Regions from separate parts of the Danio rerio genome. Here region 2 is linked to region 1. The links are chromatin contacts, called in public Micro-C maps. All regions are on one chromosome and are shown on one strand. The core of a region is the stretch at or near the end of the contact, and the rest is flanking DNA. Distances in the headings are between cores, read along the strand shown.

Region 1 (6,011 bases), core at 1,815-4,314:
AAGAAAAAATATATGTGATTTGTGTGAACAAAAAATAAAATAAATACATATATTTGTGATTCAGATTCAGCAAAGAAGCGCTCAGCTATTATTGAAATAACAGAATGAATATTGGTTGTTTTGGACACATTTTGTGCATTAAGAAAGATTGCATATAGCTTGCACATTAAAGGGTTAAGAACACCAAAAGGTCCCATGGAGAAGTTAACATTACAGTTTGATTTAGATTTTTTAGGCAGTTATGAGTTTATAAGTTGTAATTCTTTATTAAATGTTCATTTTAGAATTCATTTACTCTTAGAAATAAAGCTACAAGAGTTGTCACTAAGGTGGTACCTTTTCAAAAGATACACATTTGTTTGTAAAGGGTCCACAATGGTACCTCAAAAGCTTACATTTGAACCTAAACATTTTACACATTTGTACTTTTAAAGCACTGATATGTACCCTCAAGGTATTAATAGGGACTCTTTGGGTACAAATGTGTAGCTTTTAAAAAGGAACCACCCAGCGACAGCTTTCGTACCTTTATTTCTGAGAGTGTACTTTATTTAATAGTTATAGAAGCAATCGAAAACTGCAACAAGCCCGAAAGTCACAACTGTGATAAAAGTAAGTTCAGAAAATTAGAATAGCAAGAAATCGACTTGCTATTATGAGTTTGCAATAATAATATCTGTCAATTCTGACCTGTACAAATTCAGAAACGTAAAAGATTTGTTTTTCCATCGAGAAAACAAGCTTACATATGATGAGTGTAAGTAAATGGGGATTTCTGAAAAGTCTTCTTGCTAATGCCAATCTCAGCCACCAGAGGAAGACAAAACTCTGTATAAAGGTCACCTCTGAAAGATCCCTGGATCTAATCCGTTTGCTTTCCTTACAGACAAGAAAATACTTTTTCTTATGAAATAACTTTCTCTTTTTCTACACATATAAAAGGAGTGAGTCAGTGAGGAGTCAAACTGACCACATATTTATTCTTGTTTAAAAGCCATATTTCTGCTTCTCATTTTGCTTCCGCTCCTTTACAGTAATCTATATTTAGACATAATTCTTGGCTCCTGTAACCTTTACTGACAAGAAAAGATTTAACAGTACTCTGTATGATGTGTATGAGTTTAATGGTTCACTTGGTCACAATTTTTTATTCATTTATATAATGTATCTGTCAATAGGTCTGTCTGTCTATCTATGAGCTCAAACACAATCTTTACAAACAGCCTGCAGTTTGATGATAAATTAGCAGTAGTCAGTGTGGATGTAGCCAAAATCTCTTGTACTTTCATTATGATCAGTGTGGCTGTGAAATATGCTAAATTTCCCATTTAAAACGAAATGTGTTACATGTCATCACTGAGATTGGTGAATTTCTGACATTTCTAATGTGCCTCAACGGCATGATTATGCAAAGCCATTTTTTTCTGATGCTCACTGACAATTTTTTATTATTCAAGTGAGAATGCACATTTAGTTTTACACTAATATGGGGTTAATAAATATCCTGTTTCTAGGCTCTTCATTACAGTCGACTGGTAAAGGCAGGGTCATATGAATGATGGGGACAACATCCCCACCCCCACACAAGGCCTTCATCAAGAGTGTGCGTGTGTCTCTGTCATTGTTGCGTCACGATCAACATACATTCTGTCAAATAGCTGGGCCAGCTGTTCAGACTTCACTAAACAATATGCACCTATTTGAACATTACATAGACAAACAGTATAACATATAAACAGCATATATCATGAAATCAAAATTCTATGCTAAAGGCCCAGTAATACCCAAATAAAAGATTACAGTAGGAAAAATGACATGGACATATTATTGAAAGTGTGTGCCATTTACAGCCTTGATTATTTAAATCAGTAAACGAGCGTGCCTGGAAAATACTAGTATACACGGCCATCTTCCAAGGAACACCTGCGCCCTTTGTGACAGCCATTTGGGCTTCATTCTAGTCTAAAATAAATGAGTATCAGGCTCTGGTTGTATTGAAACATGTTGAACGGTTTAAAGAAGAATATAATTAGAAAATAGGGTAAAGCATGTTTTGCCGAAATAAAGCAAGCATAGCCTACGGCCGTCCTCTCACCAACCCCCACGACTCGCGTGGATATCACGCCCCTAGTTTATCGTGTGTATAGTGATGTTTTATGAAGTAGCTTGCATTGGGTAGCCTATATTTTCATTATTTTCACCTTAATGTCATCTGTAGCTGACATAAAGATAGGTGAGAACGGGCCTTGGGCTATTTGTGATAAATTCCCTTGGGTTTTATAATTGACTTAGAAATGATCGTCAAGACGGCATTATTGGCAAGAAGGTATATTAATGCGCAAATAATAATGTCAATTCATAAATTATTTCCATTTTAAAAGCGCGCGACCATTTCCAGCCAAACCAGTCCAATCCGGTGTCTAGGCGTGATTCTAACACTCGCTTATTCCAAACGCCATAATAAACCGCAAAAACCTCGGTGTTACAAATAAACTACCTCCGAGACAACAATTAACTATATAGAGACAGATTTTATGTCAGTAGGGGCATGAAATAGAAAAACACAAGGCATTAGGAGCCTATTTATAGATTATACAACTCGTCTAGAATTCAGCGCGTCTAGTGAAAAACGCTAAGATGTACAATATTGCGAGTGTAAAATGAAATATAAACATTTTATAATATGTTATATGCGTATTTTGTGCCTATATATGTTTATATGTGTATATATTTATATGTTCTGTCACCAAACAATATTTATTGTGTTGATAATCGAGCAAATAAGTCTTGCTAAAATGTCATTCACAACTAGATATAGAAATTAAAAACCGTACTCACATTTTGAACCGGGTTTTATGTGCGTCTACAAGAAGCGTGTGGATGAACGCTCTGCTTCAGGCGTTTCTCCCCGTCTCCGGGATAAATAATGCGCTCTCCAGGTTATTCCAGTGAAGCGGTAGTCCTTGTGTTTTTTAAGATTTGTTTTTAATCTTTTCCGCCGGTGTGCCGCGCCTCTCGTTTATATTCCCTTAATATTAGGGCGCTCTACAGCTACTAGCTTCTGTCACTATGTACACATAAAAAATAGATGCTCGGATTAAGGGAACAAAGATGGCTCGTTGACGTCACTCGTCATCCGGGAAGCTGCAGGTTGGAAGCGGTGACCGTGAGAGACAGGAGATGGAGGATGCTTGCTTGTTGACAGTTTCTTTAGACGGGACAGAGCGTGTTTAGGCTATCCCGGAGGAACGCTTTCAGCTGTATATGTAAGAGGACGTGGGTTTATTTCCATGGGATGTATTCACACAACATGCATCGTGGTTAATTTACTTAGAATTCAAAGAACTGATGAGACAAACAAAATGGCGGTCTGGATGAGTGGGCTAGGCTGCGTATGCTTACTTGTACCTTAAATTGAAGATGGAAACAATGGATATGTGGTTATTAAAATATCTGGCGCGACATTAAACTACTATAATAACGTTATGTTTTAAAGCACATGCGGAACCCTGTGTCATACATTATAAGTTATAGGTTAGATTATTCACATTACCCTCTACAATTAATGTTCGCAAATAGAGCGATTCTACTGATTTCAGCTTCTATTACTACCTTCAGTGTGGTATGTATGACATTAGAAACCGCACAAAACAAGTTGAAAATGAAAAGAGATTGGCAGCGGTGGGATTCGAACCCACGCCCCCGAAGAGACTGGAGCCTTAATCCAGCGCCTTAGACCGCTCGGCCACGCTACCCTTGACAGAGGAGTTTGTATCATGGATTAAAATTGATCAAAGCCACCCGAAAACTTTTGATGTACGAGTCAATCGATTACTATATATATATAATTAAACAGAGAAACATACTGACACCGATTACAATTTAATATAAAATTAAATCAAACAGGCACATCTAATCGCGTTCGAATTCCAAGCTTCAACCAATAGATGGCGCTAAGTCCATGTGGTATTTGTCATAATTTTCAACATTCTGTCAACAAGAAAAAACTTATAAAACAAATGAATGCAACGTGTAATAACACTATAACACTAATATATATATATATATATATCTGTACACGTCACCTAATATATAAGCTCGGTGTAACATTTTACAAATAACGTTAGTGTAAAACATCAAGTATTATCGAAATTACATACTCAATATAAATATCAGTTTTTACAAAAAAATGTTGATAAAATTATTTATTAAAAGATTTATAATATATATTTACTTTTTAAGAATTTACAGAACTTTGATTGAAAATGTTCAGTATATATATATATATACTGAACATTTTCTAAAAAATTGTGTGTATGTATATATATATATATATATATATATATATATATATATATATAATAAAAACATTTTAGTCGGCAATTCAGCTGTGTCGGGTGCAGTTTCCCGTCTGTGTGCAACTAATGGCGGACACCCAGAGCTCCTCCTCCACAGTCATGTGCTGTGCTTTTTAAAGTTAAATTACAGATAACTTCAGAGTTATGTAACTTATATTGAATGAAAATTATAAAAGTTTTGTGCGTACACACAGATTTAAGAGTTACTAGAAACTATTTGCGAAAAATAAGGAAAAGAGAGGTACTTTCCAATCCAACCAATGAGACCGCAGGAAACGCCAGTATGTTAATGTGACAACACAAAGAAACTCACTTTAAAATCTATAGTTTACCCTACATTTAATCCTTAAACGATCGTCTCGTCCACAAAGGGAAATATAAGATTAAGTACTTACGTAAAACGTGAAAAAATTTGAACAAGTTAAAAAATTTCACTACCGTCGTTTAAAAAGCATGTGTGGTTTACAAATCAATTTTGAGGACAACCGAGTGGCACATCAGTGAGGTACATCCTTACCTGTTACCTTAGCAATAAGGTTACAGATCATGATGATTGGATTCTATGAATACGTGATTATATACCGTATTTGTTTAGGGACTGCAACCCCTTTACGAATCCTGTCTGACACATTTTAATAACCGTTTCAAAATCAGATTATAAGCCTTGATATAGAAAATAAACTATAGGTAAGTCTGTGACTCCATTCCAAATGTAAATGGTTTTGTAGATGAATAAATGTTCATATGTGTTTACGTGCGTAATATATCCACAATAGCAAATATTCATTTTTAAGAGTATGCAATAAAAAATTATGCTGAAAAGGCGCCGGCGTAGAGACGAGGTGGCCGAGTGGTTAAGGCGATGGACTGCTAATCCATTGTGCTCTGCACGCGTGGGTTCGAATCCCATCCTCGTCGCATTCTTTTCAAGTAGTTGCCTTGGTATATGCATATATTAGGTGATGTAAAAATGTCTTTCAGATATATTTCACGCAATTTGTTTCCAACCTTGAGCCATTCTTACCATTATATATCTGCAAATGATAGTGAGACATTTCTGCATGTCAGTTAAAACCCAAATATGAATCATAAACTACTGTTGCGTTTGTTCAAAAATACATCTTTTGGCCAAACGCGTGGTGGCGCCGTGGCTTAGTTGGTTAAAGCGCCTGTCTAGTAAACAGGAGATCCTGGGTTCGAATCCCAGCGGTGCCTTTTGTAAAACACAATTTGCGGTTTTTGAGTAAGGAAGTTTAGAAATAAGAAGCAGGCATTATTTCTATTTTTGCCTTTGTTTAGATTGCACTGTATTTATAGTTGTAACTTACCGATGGTTACCAAAATTAGAATATAAACATTGTGGCAATCATATACCACAGTGTATGGTCCGTGCGCGTCTAGGCCTAATAAGTAAAAAATTATATAAAATATAAAAAGTGTTTGGCAGCGGTGGGATTCGAACCCACGCCTCCAGAGAGACTGGAGCCTAAATCCAGCGCCTTAGACCGCTCGGCCACGCTACCACACAGCACCGCAGGGAAACTCATATACAAATGCTTTCCTGTACACATCTGACGTTACATCTAGTTCGTTCGATCACAGCAATAAATTGCGTTTCTGTTATTATTTACTCCCCATAACCTTACGGCGTCT
Region 2 (6,011 bases), core at 2,548-5,047, 130 kb after region 1:
ATGACAATGGATTAAAGTGATGAGGTAAAACGAGAAGAGTGAAATACTGACTGGAGACAGATGATCATGCCAGTGACTCGCAGGAGGGAGAGGAACAGCAGATGAGGCACTTTGAAGAAGGGAAAACACTGTTAATAAACGATTGAAAATATGTATCTTGATAACAAAACTTGTACGTGTGCATACCTTAATCTCTGCAAACTCCCTCTTAAAGTCAGCTCCATATTCTCAATCTGGAAGAAAAGCATTGCTTGCCTGACTTTATATTTTGCCTTTTTTTTTTTATATTTAGATTCAAATGTTTATGATTCAATGTGTCAAATTAATTTGTAGACAATATCATCACTAATATTGACTGAAAGAAGTTTTATTCATTTTTATTTTTAACAAGTGCTCCAGGTAGAAGTATGTTTCTACCCACAAAACATAAATAAATTAAAAAAAAAAGTATTATTATACTACAGTTCTGACTTTTTACAACTTTTTTTTAATTCAGAATTTAAATCTTGCAATTTCCACTTTTTCCTCATAATTACAAAATAAACTTGGAAATTGTGAGAAATAAAGTCAGAACTGTGAGAGCTTGTAAATGTGATCAATATTTGCAAATAAAAAAGGAGTTTATGTACATTCAGGGTTTTGCTCTGAATTCTGGCTTTTTTCTCGCCAGAATTGTGAAATATAAACTCTTGAGAGAGAGGAAAAAGGTGACAGTTTAATTGTTATTTATTTTAATTCTGTTATCTCTCTATTTAGAATTATCGCTCCTTTATTTCTCACCTGTCTCTTGTGTTCGGGTCTCTCACATGACAGAGAGAATGGGGACAGAGGGAGGGTCTGCAACACAAAGATAATATGTAATTGAGGTCTAAATGTCTGAAACTGACTATGAAAGACTGTTTGAACACTCACCCGGGATGGACAGCTGGGGTTTACGGACACGCTGCTCCGGCGATACCGAGCTGAACTAGTGGAGCTGAATACTGTTGTTCCATCACTGTTTTGAAAAAAAAAAAAAAAAAAAAACAAGAGAGAGAGAAAGAGAGAATCAAATTATTTATTATCTACAATATTTTGTGGTGTAATTTACCATAGAAGTTTGTTTTTGCCATGGAATAAAGAAAATAAATTGAATAATGTAAAGCCCATGAGCTCACAACTCTGACTATGAATATATTTCCTCAGAGTTGTGAATTTATTTCTCATAATGCTGACTTTCTTTCATAAACCTTTAAGAGAGGGAGTTTGAATTGTATTGTCATTTCACCTTCTTTGGCTCATAAATCTTTAGGTTAGCATCTTGCATTTCTGACTTTTTTGGTCAATTCGTAATAATAAATTTTTCAAAGCGCTGTAATACTTTCGAAAATTACAATCGCAAATATATAAATCCATGCCTAATATCCAAAGGCTGAAAGTAATGAATTTTTTTTATAAATTGTTAAAATTTTGGTATTTGTGATGCAGCAAGCCCAGAGACTGATGTGCACACTATGATTGTCTCACCCTGATACGACAAAAAATGGTCATAAACGAATATGTTCTGGCTTGGACCCAGAAACAGTATTCCATACATCACGATTTAACAATCGAGTTTACTCATAGCTAGGGTCAGAAGGAATCTGTTGTAAAAAGTTTTTTGTTTTTTCTGCGGAGAATTTTGGTAAAAATTTGCAGATTTCTGTGGAATTATTTTGGGAGTATCAAAACTAAAACCTTAATATGTAAAATAAAAAATAATATACTTTTCACTTTTATTTAATGTTTAAAATGCAAATCCAACTAGATTCACTTTATTTGGTTACACAAAGCAAGTCTCTCAAATAATATATCTACTAAAAGAAAAATATTACTGTACAAACTGCACAGTACATAAATCAGATGAACATTTTCACATTTGTCAAATTATTTAAAAACTGAATAAATATAGATTTACACAAATTTACTCAAGTAAATAAACAGAATTAATGATGGGCAAAAAATCTGCGGAATTCTGCGCGCGCGGATTCCGTGTGGGCCTTTACTTCTCACTATTCTAAACTCACTTTGAATTAGACATAGGACAATAACCGGATTCAAGGTTTACAGCGGTTTGGAAAAGTCAAGATTTTAGAGCCGCTAAAACTTTCTGTTCTACCATTCCTACGGTATATGTAAGCTTTTTATCATGTGTTATTTATTTTTTGTGTTTTTGTTTTTATGCGTTGTCCTTTATTTACTTTAGTTATTTAGTCTGACATGTTTACTAATTTAAAATATTTGAAATGTTTCCTAAAATATGTTGTTTCATGGGAAAAATTTTTTTTACCCAGACATTTAAAAATAAAATAAGGTTATCATACCATCAGAAACTTATACCGGGCCATGCCTACTTTTAATTATACAATTGCAATTCGGCGAAAATGAGGTCCCACTTATTATTACTCTGTAAAACCCAACAGTCAACTTTATCAAATGAGTGTAGTTAACTCAAAATTTACTAAAAGTAAAGTTCATTAAAGCTCATTAAATACCTCATTACTTTAACTTAAATGGAGTAAGTTCACAGTACTCATATACATTCATAGTACTTGTATAGATTAGTTTTTAACCCAAATGTTTTTTAGCAATCGGTTTCCTGAAACGGTTTGAGTTGCCTTAACACCAGGTTTTACAGTACACAGTTGGTTTGAGTTAATTTACTGGGTTTTACTGTGCTCAAATTGCTTCATTTACTAAAATTGATTAAGTTTACAGTACTCATTAGGATTCGTTTTTGAACTTAAATGTTTTTTTTTTTGTTATTGGTTTCCTCAAATAGTTTGAGTTACTTTAACTTTTTGGGTTTTACAGTGTACAATTATTTCACACAATATTAAATATTCGGCTCCAAAGCATGAGTGCAGTTCTCTCACCTGACGTTCGTGATCATAGGGGCGCTGTTCGACCTTCGGAGGGCTCCTGCGCCTGCGCACTGGTCCACCTCCATCCTCTCCATATCTCGTCCTCTGACACCGAGACTGCGCGTCACTCTCGGCCGGGCTCCACGCGCCCTGACGCGGCCTGAGCTCCAAATATCACCTGGCAAAAGCCCGACCAGCAGGCCTCACGCCAAAATACCCGATCCAATTTAACCGAGAGGACTGCTTTCTCGCGTCTATCGCATTTTGCTAAATCTTTAGGTAATATCCTGTCGGCTTGATACAGTTGTTTAAATGAACAGCTGTGAGATTCAGCGCTTCAGCCGCTTTATGGGTTCGCGCACAAACTTAGTATAAACTCCTCAGGTTGATTTCGTCAAGTAAACACCGTTATATATGTGCATTAGAGAGTTTTTTTCGTATTCAGAACACAAATGGTGAATATTCAGCACTGTTTCCAATGAACAGCCACTTACTCGACAAGGTCCTTTGGCTTTTTAACGTTAATCCAATCCAACTTATCCAAACGGAGCAAATAAAACACCAAAAATCCCAAACAGCGAATTAACAACGACCAAAGTGGTCAGAGAATACAGTGTCAGGGCTTTTCGGTCAAATGTCGCGGTAAAGGTGAAGCTTTCTGCCACGGCTTATTTTTTTCAAGTTTACCTGCTAGTTTGTAAAGCAGTCGGAAAAATGGCATAACACAATCCCGATCAAGTAGGTGATCGCCGGCTTCGTCGGTAAATGCATCCTCATCTGATAGTGTCTCCTGGTACAGTCTCAAACACGGGATACATTAAAAGTTTTCCGGTCATTTCTTAATTTAGAAAATAAAACATATTTCCCGCAACCAAACAGAGAATGTGCATCTACTTGTCCAACAGCGCCTCGCTCTGGCAGACCGGAGAAGTACACAAAGAGATAAAGCACTGTTCTCAAGAGAAGTGAATATGTGGCTGTTTACTGCATGCTCTTCTGCCAGCTATTGTGGTTTTATGGGAAGATAGCTAGAGTTTCATTCTCGGGTTAATTTAAGTGAAAGGAAAATAAATACAAATAGTGAAAGAAAAAAATCTAATATTTAAAATTAATTTTATTAGGATTGCAAAACAGTCATACTAAGCCAAAAACACCAATTTTTTCTAAACAGAATTCCTGTTTAGAAAATGTGTATAAGCTATACTAAGCTTATTAATATTAATAAGTTATATATACGCTTATATTTATAAATGGAAAGATAATACAATTAAATTCTTGCAAAATATTGCAAAAAAGAAAACCTACAAAATTTAAACAAAATTTAAAAAACATTTTTTGCTTCTCTTAATTTTTCCTCTAATTTAATATTTTCCTATAACATTTACATTTGGGTGTACTAGTTTTTGCACATTTATCGTTAGTTATTTTGTTAGATAAGCTCCAGGTTTGGCTTTAGAACTGACTAATCTAATTTATATGCTCAAATATAATATTAAAAATATGAATTTAAAAGATTATAATATGGTTTCATCCATTAGCCTTAGTTAGTTAGTTCATAATTCACACCAAAAAGCTGTTAATTTACTTATTCTCAGCCCAAGAAGATGTAGGTGACCTTTTTTTTTCTTCGGAAAAACATTAAAGAATATATTTAGCTTAAACTGTGGTCTTTGGTCATCTACAACATGCAAGGCATGAACTGCAGGCACATCGAGAGTTGAAAAAACATTCAAGCAAAATAACTTTAATACCTAATGTAAAATGACTGGTCTGCACAAGAAAACAAGCTTTATTTGCAACAGTGTTCTACTGAAGAAAAAGTCTTGGATGACATGAGGGTGAGTAACAAAACAAGAAAATTCATTCATTTTTGTGAACTTATATATTTATATATTATTAATTTGGGTTAAAGTATAAATGTTTTGTTGTGTATTGGTTATTCGTGTTTGTCATAATACACAATTTAATGTTAACAATGGTTTTAACGAATGTAGAGTCATCATCCTAATGAATTAACAAATAAAGTTTTATTTTATAATTTTTATATTTAGTGAATTCCGTCAAAGGGAATTAGATAATAATTATATCATATAACATAGTCCGAACATACAGGAGCACACTCCCAAAGCATTGTTTACAATCTGAAAGTGTGTGCTACTATCAAAACTGTATTTAAGGTAAACATAATTAACAAAGCAAAGTTATTTCTTGTTAATCTCATCATAACGTTCATACAACAAATATATATGCATATACGTCACATATTTAAGCTAATCACAACAATACTCTATAACTGCATGTGTATGCATTCCTATCACTGTATCACAAAGTGAACCAATTTGAAACAAAATAAATTAAAGTTATGACATTTATTCGGTCAACGTGAACATCATCCATAAACACAACTATCAGGGTTTTCTTATGAGTTGATGAATGCTTTGGAATGATCAATGGGCTCTATGCACAGCTAGTTTTAAAGTCAACAATAAACCTCCGGTGAAAGCTTATTGTGACTATTTTTAATTTCACAAGGTTGTTTTTACAGCATCAATGTTGTAGTGTAATTAAAATACATTCAGTTAAATAGACTTAAGCATTAATTTAGTTATTCAAGCATAAAACAAGATGAAAGACAGTTGTAACCACTAGCGCCGGCAGTAGCAACAGGCCATGAAATAAACGGTCATATATTAAAGACATGGCGGGTGGAATAGAATTTAATGTAGTGCTTCTTTTTTTTTTTTTAGATTTTTAGATTAGATTCAACTTTATTGTCATTACACATGTACAAGTACAATGCAACGAAATGCAGTAGATTCTTGTCCGATCTAAGACCCACTTCATATTGTACATCTAACAGGCATTGAAGATCGCTGATTTTTAAAGAAATCAGATCTTAAACGTGACAATTTTGTAATGGAAAGACAGTCCATGTGCGGATACCCCATTTAAGCATAAAAGCATAAACACAATGAGCATAAGCACACAGTGTCCATTTGAGATCTATACATTAAAAACAAAAAGGATCCTTGTTCAATTTTAAATTCGTGGCTCAGTGACAGTTTTGAATTTCTTGAATCGTTTTATTTGACACAGGATGGAAAATAACTTTTTTAAAATTAGTAACTG

The links. Hi-C and Micro-C count contacts between places; a contact is called where the count stands out from the background.
Region 2: a Micro-C map of caudal fin shows a contact between it and region 1, with 4 times the contacts expected there. The contact joins the promoter of LOC101883815 here to the promoter of vamp2 in region 1. A contact is called at or near these places in 2 of 18 Hi-C or Micro-C datasets (caudal fin and hematopoietic stem cells) and 2 of 4 datasets of contacts at active chromatin or transcription factors (caudal fin and gastrula embryo).

Annotation. Positions count from the first base shown.
Region 1 is chr10:27,739,494-27,745,504 of GRCz12tu, forward strand. vamp2 (vesicle-associated membrane protein 2) reads right to left here and starts at 3,065. Exons shown (of 5, transcript NM_200005.1): 1 at 2,839-3,065. The coding sequence starts at 2,840. trnal-aag (transfer RNA leucine (anticodon AAG)) reads right to left here and starts at 3,755; the gene lies at 3,674-3,755. It overlaps trnas-gcu (transfer RNA serine (anticodon GCU)), which reads left to right and starts at 5,195; the gene lies at 5,195-5,276. It overlaps trnat-agu (transfer RNA threonine (anticodon AGU)), which reads left to right and starts at 5,500; the gene lies at 5,500-5,573. It also overlaps trnal-uag and LOC137496629.
Region 2 is chr10:27,871,473-27,877,483 of GRCz12tu, forward strand. It overlaps LOC101883815 (P2R1A-PPP2R2A-interacting phosphatase regulator 1), which reads right to left and starts at 3,798. Exons shown (of 9, transcript XM_009305276.4): 1 at 2,895-3,798; 2 at 913-997; 3 at 781-837; 4 at 187-233; 5 at 52-109. The coding sequence starts at 2,977. It overlaps LOC103911744 (a long non-coding RNA gene), which reads left to right and starts at 3,004. Exons shown (of 3, transcript XR_662774.4): 1 at 3,004-4,720.